Regions from separate parts of the Sus scrofa genome. Here region 2 is linked to region 1. The links are chromatin contacts, called in public Hi-C maps. All regions are on one chromosome and are shown on one strand. Each heading gives the region's core, a stretch centred on a gene start, on an enhancer-like site or on the middle of the called end of the contact. The rest is flanking DNA. Distances are from core to core; before and after follow the strand shown.

The links. A called contact is a pair of places that touch in the nucleus more often than the background predicts.
Region 2: a contact with region 1 is called in a Hi-C map of embryonic fibroblasts, with 2.1 times the contacts expected there. The contact joins two enhancer-like sites. A contact is called at or near these places in 6 of 47 Hi-C or Micro-C datasets (embryonic fibroblasts, fetal skeletal muscle, liver and 2 more) and 1 of 2 datasets of contacts at active chromatin or transcription factors (skeletal muscle).

Annotation. Positions count from the first base shown.
Region 1 is chr4:56,067,656-56,075,452 of Sscrofa11.1, forward strand. No RefSeq gene overlaps it. Among named protein-coding and RNA genes, the nearest start is that of ZBTB10, 100 kb to the right of the region's middle. Within about 2 kb of position 4,011, at least 54 of the 83 cell types and tissues checked have an H3K27ac peak or open chromatin away from gene starts, as enhancers often do. A contact at or near this core is called in embryonic fibroblasts, fetal skeletal muscle, omental adipose tissue and 1 more, where this site is marked.
Region 2 is chr4:56,553,239-56,561,035 of Sscrofa11.1, forward strand. All of the region lies in intron 1 of TPD52 (tumor protein D52), which reads left to right. Among named protein-coding and RNA genes, the nearest start is that of MRPS28, 51 kb to the right of the region's middle. Within about 2 kb of position 2,788, at least 17 of the 83 cell types and tissues checked have an H3K27ac peak or open chromatin away from gene starts, as enhancers often do. A contact at or near this core is called in embryonic fibroblasts, fetal skeletal muscle, omental adipose tissue and 1 more, where this site is marked.

The DNA of each region.
Region 1 (7,797 bases), core at 2,761-5,260:
AATAAAACTTTTAAAAATGAAAAAAGAATTATTCTCATATAGGAAGAAGCACTATATTTTCTGCCAAAATGTATGTAAAATCCCCCATTCCCTACTGCTTATTTTCTGCTCATCTAATAATCAACTTTTTTTTTTTTTTTTTTTTTTAATGGCTTCACCCAAGGCATATGGAAGTTCCTAGTCCAGGGATTGAACTCGAGTCTCCAAGGGACCCAAGCCTTCGTAGTCAGATTCTTAACCCACTGTGCACAGCAGGAACTCCTAATAATCAACTTTTATATGGTATCTGTTTTTATGCTCTAGAGAAATGTTAAACTATTTTGAAATCTGGAAATCTTTTAAAAGTTTATGAAATAGTGTTTATTCCAAACAATCAGCAGTTTCTTTTTTTTATTAATTTTTATTTTATATTGGAGTGTAGTTGATCAGCCAGCAGAATCTATAATGAGAAAATGTGAACAATGATCTTTAATCAGAAGATGAGGAAAAACTTAACAAAATTATATTCTGTTCCACAGAATTTGGGCTTTATACGTAAAACCAGAATAATGAATGTAATCCTTCTAATATATTCCTCTAATATTTATTAAATATCTAGAATATGCCACTGCTCTGCATATTGAGGATGTAGCAATGAACAAAGCAGACAAAAATCCCTGCCCGTGTGGCGCTTATTATATTCTGCAGGAAGAGAAACAAACTTCTAAATAAGTAAACTATACAATATGGCAGATGTTGACAAGTGCTGTGTTTGATTGCATTCATGGCCACAGTTCTTTTTTTTTTTTTTTTTTCCTTTTTTGGTCTTTTTAGGGCCATACCTGTGGCATACAGAGGTTCCCAGGCTAGAGGTTAAATCAGAGCTGTAGCCATGGGCCTACGCCACAGCCACAGCCACAGCCACAGCAATGCCAGATCAGAGCCACATCTGCTTCCTACACCACAGCTCACTGGCAATGTGGGATCCTTAACCCACTGAGTGAGGCCAGTGATCGAACCTGCGTCCTCATGGATACTAGTTAGATGCGTTTCTGCTGAGCCATGACAGGGGAACTCCCATGGCCCCAATTCTTTACCCTCCCTCTATTCATTCCCTTTGTCAAGTTTCCTGCAGTAAGCTGGCCTTTTTCCCTGCTCCTTGATTTTGAGTCTGGCCATGTGACCTGATCTGCCCAACAGAATGAGGTAGAAGTGACGGTGTGCCAGCTCCTGACTCCAGAGACATAGACCTCAAGAGCCCTTCATGACTCCAATGCCCTTTTTGCTCCTGTGTCGTTGCCATGGGGAGAAGCCCAAGCTAGTCTGCTGGTCCCAGGAGAAGCATAAAAGCTGTGGGGCCAAGCTGTTCCAGCTAAGCTTTCTCTTCCAAACTCAGTCTAAAGCAGAACCCAGGAGACCCTTAGATGCATGTATAAAAGCCGATTGGACATGAACAGAGCCACCCAATATGCCCAGGCTAGAGGAGCTGACCTCCTGCCAACCCACAGATGCATGAGCTATGATAATAAATGATTGCTGCTTTGGTGTTGAGTTTTGGGGTTGTTTTTTATACCTCAATAACTAATCAATACAAGCACTAAAGAGAAGGAGTTCCCTGGTGGCTCAGAGGGTTAAGAATCCAGCATCTACTGCAGTGATGAAAGTTCTGTCCCTGACTTGGAAACTTCTGCACACTGTGGGTACAGCCAAAAAAAAAAAAAAAAAAGTTCTAAAGAATAAAGCCATATAGAGATAAGGGCATATGTGTATGGTAGTGATGGGGGTGTTAATTTCAAATAATTTGCTTGTATACAATTTTTTTAAAGATAACACGTAATTAGTAATTCTAAAAAACACTCTCTTTCCAAGAATTGAGAGGTCATGTTCATCCTTATTACATATTTGGCACTCTCCTCCTTCCCACGTGGGCCCAAGCCAATGGGAGGCAGAACAAAATTGCTACCTTGTCTGGTATGAGAAGCAGAGCAGAAATTAACAGCATTTCCAGTTCGAATCCAGTTGTACATTCTTGTTCTTTCTTTGAACGTGTGAACTCGTATTCTTTTTATGTGGCATCCTGTGGTTTGCTATAGCTCTATTAAAATCTTCCCCAGAAGCAAGCTCTCCTAATTTTGCACAGTCACTTCAGGTTTAAAGGCAGAGGTTTTAGCCAATAAAGGTCTTCTATTGGCAATTTTAGCTGAAAGAACTCTTCCACCACACTCCCCAAAGTGAGGAGACCACGTTTCTAGCATTCTCTTCAATGGTTATGAAAGTTACCAGTATGGCTGTACTGTGGAAATCAGTCTTTCCAAGTGAGCCACCCTGCCTTCTAGCAAGGGAGTCATTTTGTCCTCCTGCCTGAAAATGGGACCAGGGTGTTCCAGCTCAGCTTTGATTTCCCCTTTCATACAAATTCTAATCATGCCCTTTCTATCTCATCACAAAACGAGTTCTCTGATAGAAACCAAGTCACAAGTTTCTGTTCAGGGTTTGGGAAGATTCTAGTGGTTAGAACTGGCTGCAATACAGACTCTAGCTAAAGCTGATGAAGGTGTTAAGGCAAAGGGAAAAAAATTCTTCTCAATTCCTTGTCTTCTAGGGAGTTACCTGTTGGTGGCTCCAGCAGACTGGTGGAAAGCTTTGAAAACATCTTAATTGAGGTACTTTTTTTTTTTTTTTTTTTTTTTTTTTTTTTGTGGCCACCCTTAGGCATATGGACTTCCTGGGCCAGGGATCAGATCCAAGCCACAGTTTCGACCTATTATGCCAGCTGTGGGATCCTTAACCCACAGTGCCAGGCCAGGGATGGAACCTAAACCCGAGTCCCAGAACTCCAGAGATGCCGCAGATCCCGTTCAGCCACAGAGGGAACTCTGATTAAGGTATCTTTCAAATCTACTCTCTTCAGGTTTCCCTTTTCTTTGTCTTTTATAGATGTGAACAGTTGAAATCATATTCCAAGATCTGTATGGTCTAAATCCCTTAACCTCGCTGAGATTCCAATTCCTCACTGGTAAAGTAAAAATTGAAGTTCCTCCCTGTTCTAACAGTCTATCATTTAAGTACACTTTTAAGCTACTGATTCCAACCTAATGATAACTTTCAGCCTGCTGCAGACTCTAGCACCCACCAGGCACAAACCAGCTGAGTTAAAGCAGTTGAGTAAAATAAATTAGATTTGATTTTTCATCTGCAATTTTTTTTTAAGTCCTAGCCATTCTCATACCGGTTTATATTTAGCCTTACAACTTCGACAATGACCAACATTTAAATAGTAAGAATTTCAAAATCCTCCTCAGATCTGAACTATTTGGCTTTTAAGATTTCTGGACCAAAGGATAAGCAGGAAGTAAGGGAGCATCAGAAGTGTTCAGCAAGATTTTTCCATCCTATGAACTTAGGCTGTGCCCAGGCTGATAAAATTTCCTCTGTGAACTCTGAGTTTCTCCAAGCCAGACCTAAGAGCTACCGGTTCCCAATCAATTGCTATTCACGCTCACACATCTGCACACATAAAGCCAATTTAAACATCACGCTGTGGGGTCCTGACAAGATGACAGAACCACCAGCTGTCGGGGCACTGCACTGAATTGGGGACACAAACCCCATTTTCCAATGTAAATTGGCCTGGATGCTGCTTCGGCCCCCAACAAAAGGGGACAGTCCTGTTAAATGGGGCCATCTGGCTGTCCCCCGGCCCCAGTGACACCTCCAGGAAGGGAGTGGGAATGGGGAGAGCGAGAGTGATCATCGAAGGGCCACTAGGTAGCTCGGTAGAGAGCAGCTGTCAGCCCGACCCCAGGGGTCCAGTCCACAGAGGTTGGGGGCCCAGCAGATTCGCGGTGGTCTTAAACCTCCCGGACTCCGGCGCCTGAAAGGTCTCAGCGCGCACTCCCGAGATGGGGGAGGGCGCGCTTTGTTCCCGGGCCCCAAGGGGGCGAGGCTCGAGAGCCTTGGGCAGAGTCACTGCACGGTCCCTGGGGCCCCAGGGCAGGTCCCGGCGGGCGGCAAGCCGCCGCGGCCGCCTCCATAGCAACCGCGTGGGAGCTCTGCTAACCAGCAGGAGGAGCAAAGGAGGGGAGCACGAGAGAGGGGTAAGGGAGAGGCGGGAGGAGGGGTTCAAGGGAGGAACCCGGGAGGAAGGAGGGAGGGGAGCTAGGAGAAAGGACGAGAGGGGGAACGGTGGAGGAGGAGGGAAGGGAGCAGAAGAGAAGGGTGAAGGAGAGGGGCAAGGATCTTGGGGACCAAGGAAGGAGGAAAGGAGGGGAACGGGAGCGAGGAGGAGGTGAGCTGGGAGAGGAGGCGCAGGGGAGGAAAGAATGAAGGGAGCTGGAGCGTGAGTGGGGGGCAGGGAGATGGAGTGCAAGGGAGGAGGGGGAACCGAAGAAGCCCGGAGCAGCAGAGAAGGGGAGGGGAGAAATCTGGGAGGGGGAAGATGGGAGGTGGCGGGGGTGGATCGGAGCCGGGGAAGGAAAGAGCTGACCGGGAGCAGGGGAGGAGGGCGCGGCCCTGGCCGCCCAGCCCAGCCCTCCAGGGCACGGTGCCCGGGGGAACTCGGCAGCCAAATTCCAGCCCCCAAGCCTCCAGGAAGGAGGAGGGGCGGGAGCCGGCGGCGGGGCGGGGGGGGACAGCGCCTGGCGGGCCGGGGGCCGAGCGCGGGGAGGAGCCCCCAGAGCTGCGGAAGGCGGGGGTCGCCGCCGCCCACCCCAGCCCAGGAGAGCGTCCCGGGAGCGGCCGAGACGACCCCTCTCAAGCTGCGCCGACCTTCCCTGTCCCGAGAGCTCCCAGCCCCAGAGCAGTCCGCAGTCCTCCCGGGAAGTGCAAACCCTCCTTCCCCAGGGCTGCAAGCCTGGCTTCGAAGTCGACGCGCTCTTCCGAAAAAGAGAATTCTTGGCTAAGACTCGCTCTCGCCCAGTGTTTTTAGCCTGGGAATATTTTCTAGTACAAAACTATTAGAAAGGTGATGTGGGGCTTTGTTTTGAGTAGACTTCCTTCCGCCCCGCCTCCACCCCATCTCCCCCACCCCCCAAAAAACGAGAGGCCTCTTAGAGAGAAAGTCTTGCCAGTTTTAAGCTTGGAAATTGACAATCTGGATGGAATTCTGACATCCGGCTGGAAAATTTTGGGAAAAGCAAGTCACAAACACACCATTCTTAGGTACTATCTGCTGAGCTGCAGCTTGCATAAGACATTTCTCAAAGCTGGTGGAGTGGATTCGATCCTTGCTAAGAGTTGACCACAAAAATGGACTACCATTATGCACTGAAGAGCAATTTTTTGAATAGCCCTCGGGCCATTAAATGTGTGAAAAAAGAAAAAAAATTAGAGTTAGCATTCAGAAGAAAATCAATAGATATAAGTGCTATATATTTTGTTTTGGATCCATTATACAAAGTAAAGGAAAGAAAAATAAACTTTGGGGCGTTCTCAGCTAACATGGCCTATGGGAAAATGAAAATAAACCTAATTGAAAAAACAGTGCTCACCATAAATAGGTTTAGCTTGCAGGCAGGGAACAAAATTCACCAATCAAATGTAAGATTGTCCCTGTTTCATAAAGCAAAGGTCAAAGAATCCTCTCAAGCCTTAAAGAACACTTTCTGTGTAGATAACCAGGGCTTTGGTTTTGTTGTTTGTGCTGAAAACCCTAATCTGTAACTCCTGTTTTCAGGTATTACTCAAAGGAATATTTTTGGTTTCTTCTGCCCACGTATTCCCAAATTAGGTACCAAACTAAAAGAAACAGGGAAACTTGTAGATTGGTAATCGTGCGATATTCCATCTGGTTTCAACTCTATCTTTGACCAAAAGGAAAAGATGAAAATGTAGGCAAACATCCAACTCTATCTATACAACTCTAAATGCTCACTTATTTTGACTAGAATGAATAGCGTCTTTGCTTCCCAACTAGTTGGTATGTAACATCTTATGCGGGCTACTGTGTTCTAGGAATTTATGGATATTAGCATTTTATTTAATCTTCTTAAAGGTAGCAAGTGAATATTAATATTATGCCACTTTATGGATGAACAGGCTTAGAGAGGGCAGAAAACATGCCCAGATTCTGTCTCCTGCAGTCAGAAGGGCTGGGATGAAGACTCCAAACCAGCCATCACTGAGCAGTTTGTTTGCTCCCTGACCACTCACTCTGCAAGGGTGAGACTTCCCTTGAATCTCATCTAGGATAATCCTCAATGTAAATCTGGATTGTATTTATGTATAGATGAACTGAACTTCTCAATTTCATCCAATTTCGCTAGCATTAGATAGACATCTAAATTGATGAATCATTATTTTCTTTTTGTTTTTGTGGGCTTTTTTTTTTTTTTTTTTTTGCTTTTTTTGCTTTTTAAGGCCACACCCATGGCATATGGAGGTTCCCAGGCTAGGGGTCCTTTCGGAGCTATAGCTGCTGGCCACAGCCACATCAGATCCAAGCCTCATCTGTGACCTACACCACAGCTCACAGCAACACCAGATCCTTAACCTACTGAACGAGGCCAGGGATTGAACCCACCACCTCATGGTTCCCAGTAGGATTCATTTCCACTGAGCTACGATGGGAACTCCCTATTTTCTTCTTTTTTAAAGTCATTTTCTTATTTTGTTTGTCCTCTGATAATGTTATCAACTTTAGAAATAGAGAAAGCAGCAATCTGCCAGACCCGAATCTACTAAGCACCAATTGTTAATGGCGCTTCACATGAGCCCTTAGAATTATCGCAATATTTGAAAAGATATATAGTCTGAGTTCAATGATAAACATTATTTTTTAACCTATTTATATCCTGTTGCTTATACTTTTTAAAAAAGTAAGTTAGATGTTCTTTATTCAGGAGAAAACGATCCATGGACTGGGGAGTACTGTGTCCCACAAGCAGCAAAATGCTGCTCTCTAGGGGTCTGAGACAAGAGGGAGTTTTATAGAGAATTAGGAGAGGCAACGTGGAAACAGGGCATGGTTAGCTAGGCTAGGGATTTACTTATAAAGCCAGGAAGTTCTGTTTCCTGGGGTAAGGTGAGCTAGCTAAATTTGAGTTGGAGGATTATGATTACTATATATTAGATTTCCTTAACAAGGGGCTCCCATAAATGCAGGCTGACAGGTTTAGATTTGTGACCTAGGCTGGGCCATGGGGGTGGCCTCCATTTGTAGGTGTCGATATTCAAATTAACTTTATTAATTCCGGAGTTCCCGTCGTGGCGCAGTGGTTAACGAATCCGACTAGGAACCATGAGGTTGCGGGTTCGGTCCCTGTCCTTGCTCAGTGGGTTAACAATCCGGCGTTGCTGTGAGCTGTGGTGTAGGTTGCAGATGCGGCTCGGATCCCACGTTGCTGTGGCTCTGGCGTAGGTTGGTGGCTACAGCTCCGATTGGACCCCTAGCCTGGGAACCTCCATATGCCGCAGCAGCGGCCCAAGAAATAGCAAAAAGACAAAAAAAACAACAAAAAAAACAAACAAACAAAAAAAAAACTTTATTAATTCCCCCTTTTGATCAATACTCTCAGTTGTACTCGAAATTTAAGGCATTATGCTGGGGTTGTGGGATGGAAATCCTATAAAATTGGATTGTGAAGATCATTGTATAACTATACATGTAATAAATTCATTGAGTAATAAAAAATTTTTAAAAAGTCTACAAATTACAAATGCTGCAGAGGGTGTGGAGAAAGGGGAACCCTACACTGTTGTAAATGTAAGTTGGTGCAGCCACTGCAGACAATAAAATGGAGATTCCTCAAAAAGCTAAAAAAAAAAAAATTTAAGGCATTAGTGCCGCTCTGAGCTACCACTTCTTTCTGGTGTTGGAGT
Region 2 (7,797 bases), core at 1,538-4,037, 480 kb after region 1:
CGTTGCTGTGGCTCTGGTGTAAGCCGGCAGCAACAGCTCCGATTCACCCCCCAGCCTGGGAACCTCCATTTGCCTCTGGTACGGCTCTAAAAAGGCAAAAGACAAAAAAAAAAAAAAAAAAAAAAAAAAAAAATGCTCCTTTGGATTTCACAGCCTATAAATTTGCAAAACACTGATTGCAGAATCTGGAAGACAGGCTCCATTAGGGGATGCCAGTTTTCTGTTCACTGCTTTTCCCCAGCACCTGGAATAGTGCTTGACAGCTATGGCTCAACAAATATGTGTTGGTTGAATGAATGAATGAATGAATGCACGAATGCATGAATGAAATGTAACTGAACTGGCAAAGACTAAATCACACTGCAGTTCGTTTTACAGATGTGAACACTGAGGCCAGGAGAGGTGTTGAGAAGTTCCCAAGTCCCAAAGCTTAGCCTAAGTTGGGGACTCACACTCACTCTCAGTTCTTAAGCCCTTTTTTTTTTTTTTTTTTTTTTTTTTTTTGCTTTTTAGAGTTGCACTTGCAGCATATGGAGGTTGCCAGGCTAGGGGTTGAATTGGAGCTATTGCCGCCAGCCTACAGCATCTCGGGATCCAAGCCACATCTTCGACCTCCACCGCAGCTCAGGCAACACCAGATCATTAACCTGATGAGAGAGGCCAGGGATCGAATCTGCATCCTCATGGATACTAGTCGAGTTCCTTAACCACAGAGCCATGAAGGAAACTCCCCATTTTGTGTTTTGATCACAGGAAATCTCCACCTTTTGGTATCAGATATCACAGAACAGGTTAATCATTCAAAGCTTACTCTTTCCTTTGGTCAAGGGTCTCACTGTGGGGTGGTTTGTTGATTCATCATGGGCCGCTTAGACCTGAATTGTCCATGTTGCCGTGTGGACAGCAGAGGGGTCTCCAGCCAGTGTCCATGGCTGCATTTTCTCTTCCGTTCCATGAACATCTACAAGGTAACTTCCCAAATGTTATTTATGTAGATTCACTCTTCCTCTTAAGACTTTTCTAATGTACAGAAAGATGCAGCCCTGGTTTGTTTATTTATTTATTTATTTATTTATTTGTCTTTTGTCTTTTTAGGTCCACACCCTCAGCATGTGGAGGTTCCCAGGCTAGGGGTCGAATCGGAGCTATAGCCACTGGCCTACACCACAGCTCACAGCAAGGCGGGATCTGAGCCGTACCTGCAACCTACACCTTAGCTCATGGCAATGCCGGATCCTTAACCTTGAGTGAAGCCAGGGATCGAACCTGCATCCTCCTGGATCCTGGTCAGGTTCGTTAACCACTGAGCCACAACAGAAACTCTAGCCCTGGTTTATTTAAAAAAAAAAAAAGCACTTTGGTTATTTCTAGTGTTTGAGAAAATAGGATCCATATAAAAATCTGACATTTTAGTTTTATGCTGTCCTATTTGAAATTCTAAAAACACTGAAAAATATCAAAGGGAAATCCCTTAGCTCAGAGTCCTTTTCCTTCTGTTTTATTCCTTTTCTTGATTTCTACTCTGTGTCATTCTCACTTCTTTTTTAGGGAAGTGGTTATCACTTCTTGAAAGTTTTTCATGATTGTCAAGATCTTACATAGTACATATATGGTTTACAAAATAAAAGTCGGAGCAGAATTGATGTAGAACCTTCTTATTGCTACAGAGGAAATTGAAGGATGGAATGAGTTCCCCTCTGGGGATCCCTAAGTTCCTCAGTGGTTGACCTTTCAGCACCTGCCCCTGTTTCATAGAGTGTCCTGGTTCCTAGTTTTACACTTGACTGGAGTTGAGGGGATGGCTGGCTTTGAAATAACTGACTAAAGATTCCCTCCTCTCTCTTTTTTAAAGGTGAAAGTGATTCAGGGGTCAGTGTAGGAGTCTCTGGAGGGAGCACATGAGGCATTTGAAAATTCTAAAGTCAGAGTTCTCACTGTGGGTCAGTGGTAACGAACCTGACTAGTATCCATGAGAATGCAAGTTCGATCCCTGGCCTCCACTTCTCCTGGTGGCATTGCTGGGGCTGTGGACAACAGCCTCAGCTCTGATTCAACCTCTAGCCTGGGAAATTCCATGTACTGTAGGTGCAACCCTAAAAAGACAAAAAAAAAAAAAAAAAGAAAGAAAGAAAATTCTTTTTAATTTTGTTTATTGCTTAGTGAATTTTATTACATTTATAGGTATACAACAATCATCACAAACAAATTTGAAGGTATTTCCATCCCAAACCCTCAGTGCATCCCCCATCCCCCAACCTGTTTTATTTGGAAACCATAAGTTTTTCAAAGTCTATGAGTCAGTATCTGTTCTGCAAAGAAGTTCATTGTGTCCTTCTTTCAGATTCCACATGTCAGTGATAGCATTTAATGTTGGTGTCTCATTATCTGACTGATTTCACTTAGCATGATAATTTCTAGGTCCATCCATGTTGCTGCAATTGCCGTTCTTTCTTTCCTTTTAATGGCTGAGTAATAATTCCATTGTGTATATGTACCACATCTTCTTGGTCCACTCCTCTGTCGATGGACATTTAGGTTGTTTCCATGTCTTGGCTATTGCAAATAGTGCTGCAATGAACATAGGAGCACATGTGTCTTTTTGAGTCATGGTTTTCTCTGGATAGATGCCCAGGAGTGGGATTGCTGGATCAAATGGTAGTTCTATTTTTAGTTAAGAAAGAAAATTCTAATGCTCTTCCTTAGCCATCTCTCTTCCTCCTCCACTCTTATGTGGGGAGGGTGACCTTCTTGGGCAGAAAGCTGACCGCTGCTCAGGGCCCCACTGCTTTCAGATCTGAGTCCCATTTGACTTGCAAGCTCTCTTTGTCCTTTTTCCATCCCTGCTGCCTGCCCCGCTCCCGGCCTGCAGGAATTTCCTCTTTAATGACCCGGTCACTGCCCAGTTCCTCTCCTAGGCTCCTGGCTCTTTCCCAATGGAGTGACTCTGGTTTCCTCAGCTTTCCTGTTCCTCGCCACCTCGACAGTGATGAGTTGCCTCCTTTTTCTCTCCTAAGGTTTGACTGTTCTCACCATGAGCAAGTAGGGGGAAGTGACAGATGAGACCAAGTTTCATGGCCCCATGCTCCCGAATCCCTTTGTAGATACAGACTGTTGCCTTTGGAATGGGTGGGCAATGAGATCCTGCTGTATAGCACTGGGAACTATGTCTAATCACTTCTGATGAATCTATACATGTATGTGTAACCGGGTCAAAACGCTGTACAGTAGAAAATTGACAGAACACTGTAAACACCAGCTATAATGAAATTAATTAATTTTTAAAAATAAAGATTAATTGGTGTCAAATAGCAGGTATCAGAGACCTCCTTGCGTTAAGTCGGGGGGACACTTTTGCTCCCCCCACCCCGGGTAGGCATCTGGCCACATCTGGAGAAGGTTTGAAGACAATTTTGGTGGTTATTTCTGAGTGTGGGGAGGGGCTGCTGCAGACCCTAACTGAGTGGATGCCTGGACCACCCCCAGGACGATGCCTAGGAGAGAGCCTCTCCCCCCAAGAAGGTCTGGCTCAAAATGTCCATCTTGTCACATCTGGGAAGCTTTGTCTTAAGTGGATCCTTTGCTTTTAGGGTCTCTTAAGGAGAGCCACTTTGATGTGGCCACCTCCAAGTATTCCTCCCCCTCTTCTGGATTTTGTCACATTTGGAAACAAAGAACAAGACCCAGAAAGCTGGAGCCCTGAGCAGAGACTTTGAAAGTGAAAAAAAAAAAAAAAAAAAAACCTTTATCTTGTGATCTTTGTGGATATGACCACTACAGATATTTTGAACTATATGTTGTACTGTTTTTGGTGTCCCTAGGTGAAAAAACAGAGGCACATACTTCTTGTATGTGCTTAAAGAAAAGGATCCTAGAGACACTAGTTTCTTATTCCTACTCTCATTGCCTCTTTGAAGACTACGTAAGAAAGGTGTATACAGTTTTGTTTTCCAGAGATGCTTCTAGGGCTTGATGATAATCTTACAAATTCTTTCTTGGGTAGATAGTGTTTTAACATTGACTTTAAGAGCTGGTATCCTAGACTGCTTTTCTGGCCACTTCTTTCCTCCTAACTGAATTTTCTTGGGTGTGGCTGATGTCTGTTCTTCCTGCTGTGGTGTCATTTGAGCCACACTATTCAACCCTCATGCGTTTGGCTGTGTACACACTCTCTATAAATGAAGACAGGTACCCCGCCCCAAGTCGTAGCAATCTTTTGGTAGATTATGTATGAGACAGAGTGGTATTTCTTTAGGAAAGTGACATTGGGGAGTTCCCATTGTGGCGCAGTGGAAATGAATCCGATTAGTATCCATGAGGATTCGGGTTTGATCCCTGGCCTCAGTGGTTCAGGGATCTGAGGTTGCCATGATCTGTGGTGTAGGTTGCAGATGCAGCTCAGATCCCGAGTTGCTGTGGCTGTGGCATAGGCCGGCTGCTGTAGCTCCGATTCGACCCCTAGCCTGGGAACTTCCATATGCTGCAGGTGTGGCTCTAAAAAGCAAAAACAAAACAAAGCAAAAGAAAAGTGACATTTTATGTCTGTTTCAAATAGGAAAATCCTTTGTAGGGGAAAGCAGTGCAGTGGGAAGGAAATATATAAAATGAAAAGAGAGGCAGTGTAGACAATGACGGGAGATTGGGTTCTTATCTCTCCTTCTAACTCCACAGGGTGTCTTCCTACAATTTATTTATTCAGAATGCTGCTGAGCAACTGCTGTGTGACACACACAGTGCCCCAGATACTGTACAGGGCTGAAGCTTTGGGATCAGAGCACAGGGCTAAGGGCAAATGTTTCCCAGCCTAGCAGGCTGCATTCTAAGTACAGTAGACACTGTACAGAGGGTGTTATGCCCAGAGATAGCCCGGGTTACAAGGTTCAGGAAATTCCTCTAAGAGCAGGAGACTTTTCCTACTGATGTATTAAAATGAATGGCACTTGGGAGTTCCCGTTGTGACTCAGTGGATTAAGGACCTGACATTGTCTTTGGGAGGAGGCTGCTTCAGTCCCTGTCCTCGCTCAGTGGGCTGAGGAGCTGGCATTGCTGCAGGCCGCCTCAGAGGTTGCAGATGGGGCTCAGATCCTGTGTTGTGGTGGTGTAGGCCTGCTGCTGCAGCTCTGATTCGAGCGAGCCCTGGTCCAGGAACTTCCATATGCCACAGATGCAGCTGTAAAAAGAAACAAAAAATAAATAAAATGAATGGGACTTGGAAATAAGAAGGGAATTTCAGGAAGAGAAAATAAAATGCGCAAAGCCATAAACAAGGAAAGCAGCATTTGAAAAGAAATGGTGAAGACGGTTGTACAACATCATGAATATAATTGATGCTGCTGACTTGTATGTTTAAAAATGTTTAAGATGAAGTTCCAGTCGTGGCTCAGTGGAAACGAATTTGACTAGCATCCATGAGGACACAGGTTTGATCCCCGGCCTTGCTCAGTGGGTTAAGGATCTGGCCTTGCTGTGAGCTGTGGTGTAGTTCTCAGACGGCGCTTGGCTCTGGTGTTGCTGTGGCTGTGCTGTAGGCCAGCAGCTACAGCTCTGATTCGACCTCTAGCCTGGGAACCTCCATATGCCAAGGGTGCAGCCCTAAAAAGACAAAAAAATGGACAAACAAAACAAAATTGGTTAAGATGAGTGGTCTAGGGGTTAGGAGTTGGCACTAATCATTGATGTGACTTGGGTTCAGTCCCTGGTCTGGGAGCTGTGATCCCACATCAAGCCGTTACATGCCACAGCCAAAAAAAAAAAAAAAAAAAAAAAAATTAAAGGTGGCCAATTGTATGTTATGTATGTACCATAATAAAAAATTAAATGGAAAAAATAAGTATCGGAGGCAGCTAATTTTTTCTTACTTTTTGAGTTAATACATCCCTTTAAAAATAAACATTTCCCTAAAGGAACTGCAGGTTAAAGGATGGAGTGAGAGCCCTTGGGGTGGGAGTGGGGCTGAGAGTGAACAGCAGCAGAAGATGGGGTGGGTGGCTTCCAGATTGTCAAGAGCAATGAGCTTTCTAGGAGCGGGGCAGCCACACAAGGATTTAAGAACAGGGGTGCCATGGTCAGAGTCTTGTTTTAGAAAGCTCACTTTGGTCGCAGGGCGGTGAATGGATTGACCCGACAGATACCATCAAGGCGCTTTGGGGCAAGAATCTAAGCAGAAAATGGTGAGAGCCTGAACTAAGGCAGGAGTGGTGGGATCGGAGGTGGGTGCGAGGGGCACTCCTGGGAGGGTAAATGGAGAAGAAGGAAAAAAAAAAAAAAAAAACAGAGGCGGGCCATGGGAAGGTATCAGAGGACTGGAGACCTCAGACGGAAGGAGCTTTGGTGCTTCATGTCTTGGAGATGTCCAGTGAGACCTTGACTGAGAACTGTCCTTAGTTGAAGCCGTGGAGGAGGAGCAGGTACAACGGCAGGGGGTCCAAGAGTGCTGGGAAGTAAGGAAGTGAGTCTGCAAGCTGAGCTTCCTGGAGAGAAGAGGAGGGAGGAAATAGGATGACTTGTAGGACCTGGGAAAGTGAGGCAACAACAGATCCTTATCAAGCATTGGGTATGTGCTCACTCTTTATATCATCATCCTTTAAAATATTCTTAGGAGTTCCCATTGTTGCTCAGCAAAAACGAATATGACTAGTATCTCTGAGGAAGCAGGTTCGATCCCTGGCCTCACTCAGTGGGTTAAGGATCCGGCGTTGCTGTGAGCTGTGGTGTAGGTTGCAGACTCGGCTCAGATCTGGCATGGCTGTGGCTATGGTATAGGCTAGTGGCTACAGCTCCGATTTGACCCCTAGTCTGGGAACCTCCATATGCCTTGGGTGTGGCCCTAAAAAGACCAATAAATAAATAAATAAATAAAGAATCCTGTCGTGGCTCAGCAGTAATGAACCCAACAAGTATCCGTGAGGTTGCAAGTTCTATCCTTAGCCTCGCTCAGTGGGTTAAGGATCCAGCATTGCCATGAGCTGTGTGTAGGTTGCAGACTTGGCTCAGATCTGGCATGGCTGTGGCTGTGGCCAGCAGCTGTGGCTGTGGTTGGAAGTTGTAGCTCTGATTTGACCCCTAGCCTGGGAACCTCCATATGCCATGGGTGTGGCCCTAAAAAGACCAAAAATAAAAATTTTTAGAATATATATGTGTGTGTGTGTGGTGTGTGTGTGTGTGTATAAAGAATATATATATACACACACATTTTCTTCTAAGAATATATATATACACAAGAATATATATCTCTAAGAATATATATATAAGAATATATATACAAGAATATATATATGTATATATGTGTGTATATATATACACTCACACACACACTTTTCTTTTTAAATGAGCACATACAAGGCATATAGAAGTTCCCTCGCCAGGGACTTAATCTGAGCCACAGCTGCAGCGACACCAGATCCTTTAACCCATCACCCCAGGCCAAGACCACACTTGTGCCTCTGCAGCTACCCAAGCCACTGCAGTCAGATTCTTAACCCTGTGTTCCACAGTGGGAACTCCACCTTTTTATATTTTAAGCCGGTAAAGGGTTTGGAGCTCAGTTTCCTGGGGCTCAGTTCCCTGGGGCCAGACGGAGTGGCTTAAAACAACAGAAATTTACCATCTATAGGGCTTTGGAGGCTCGAAGTCCAAAATCAGGTTGTCAGCAGGGCCATGTGCCTTCTGACACTAGCCAGGAAATCCGTCCTTGCCTCTTCCTGGCTTCCTGCTGCCAGCCGGTGGCTTGCCTTGGCCGGCCCTGCATCCCTGGAGTCCCTGCCCTCCCTTGTCATACAGCGTACCCCCTGGGACGCTGTG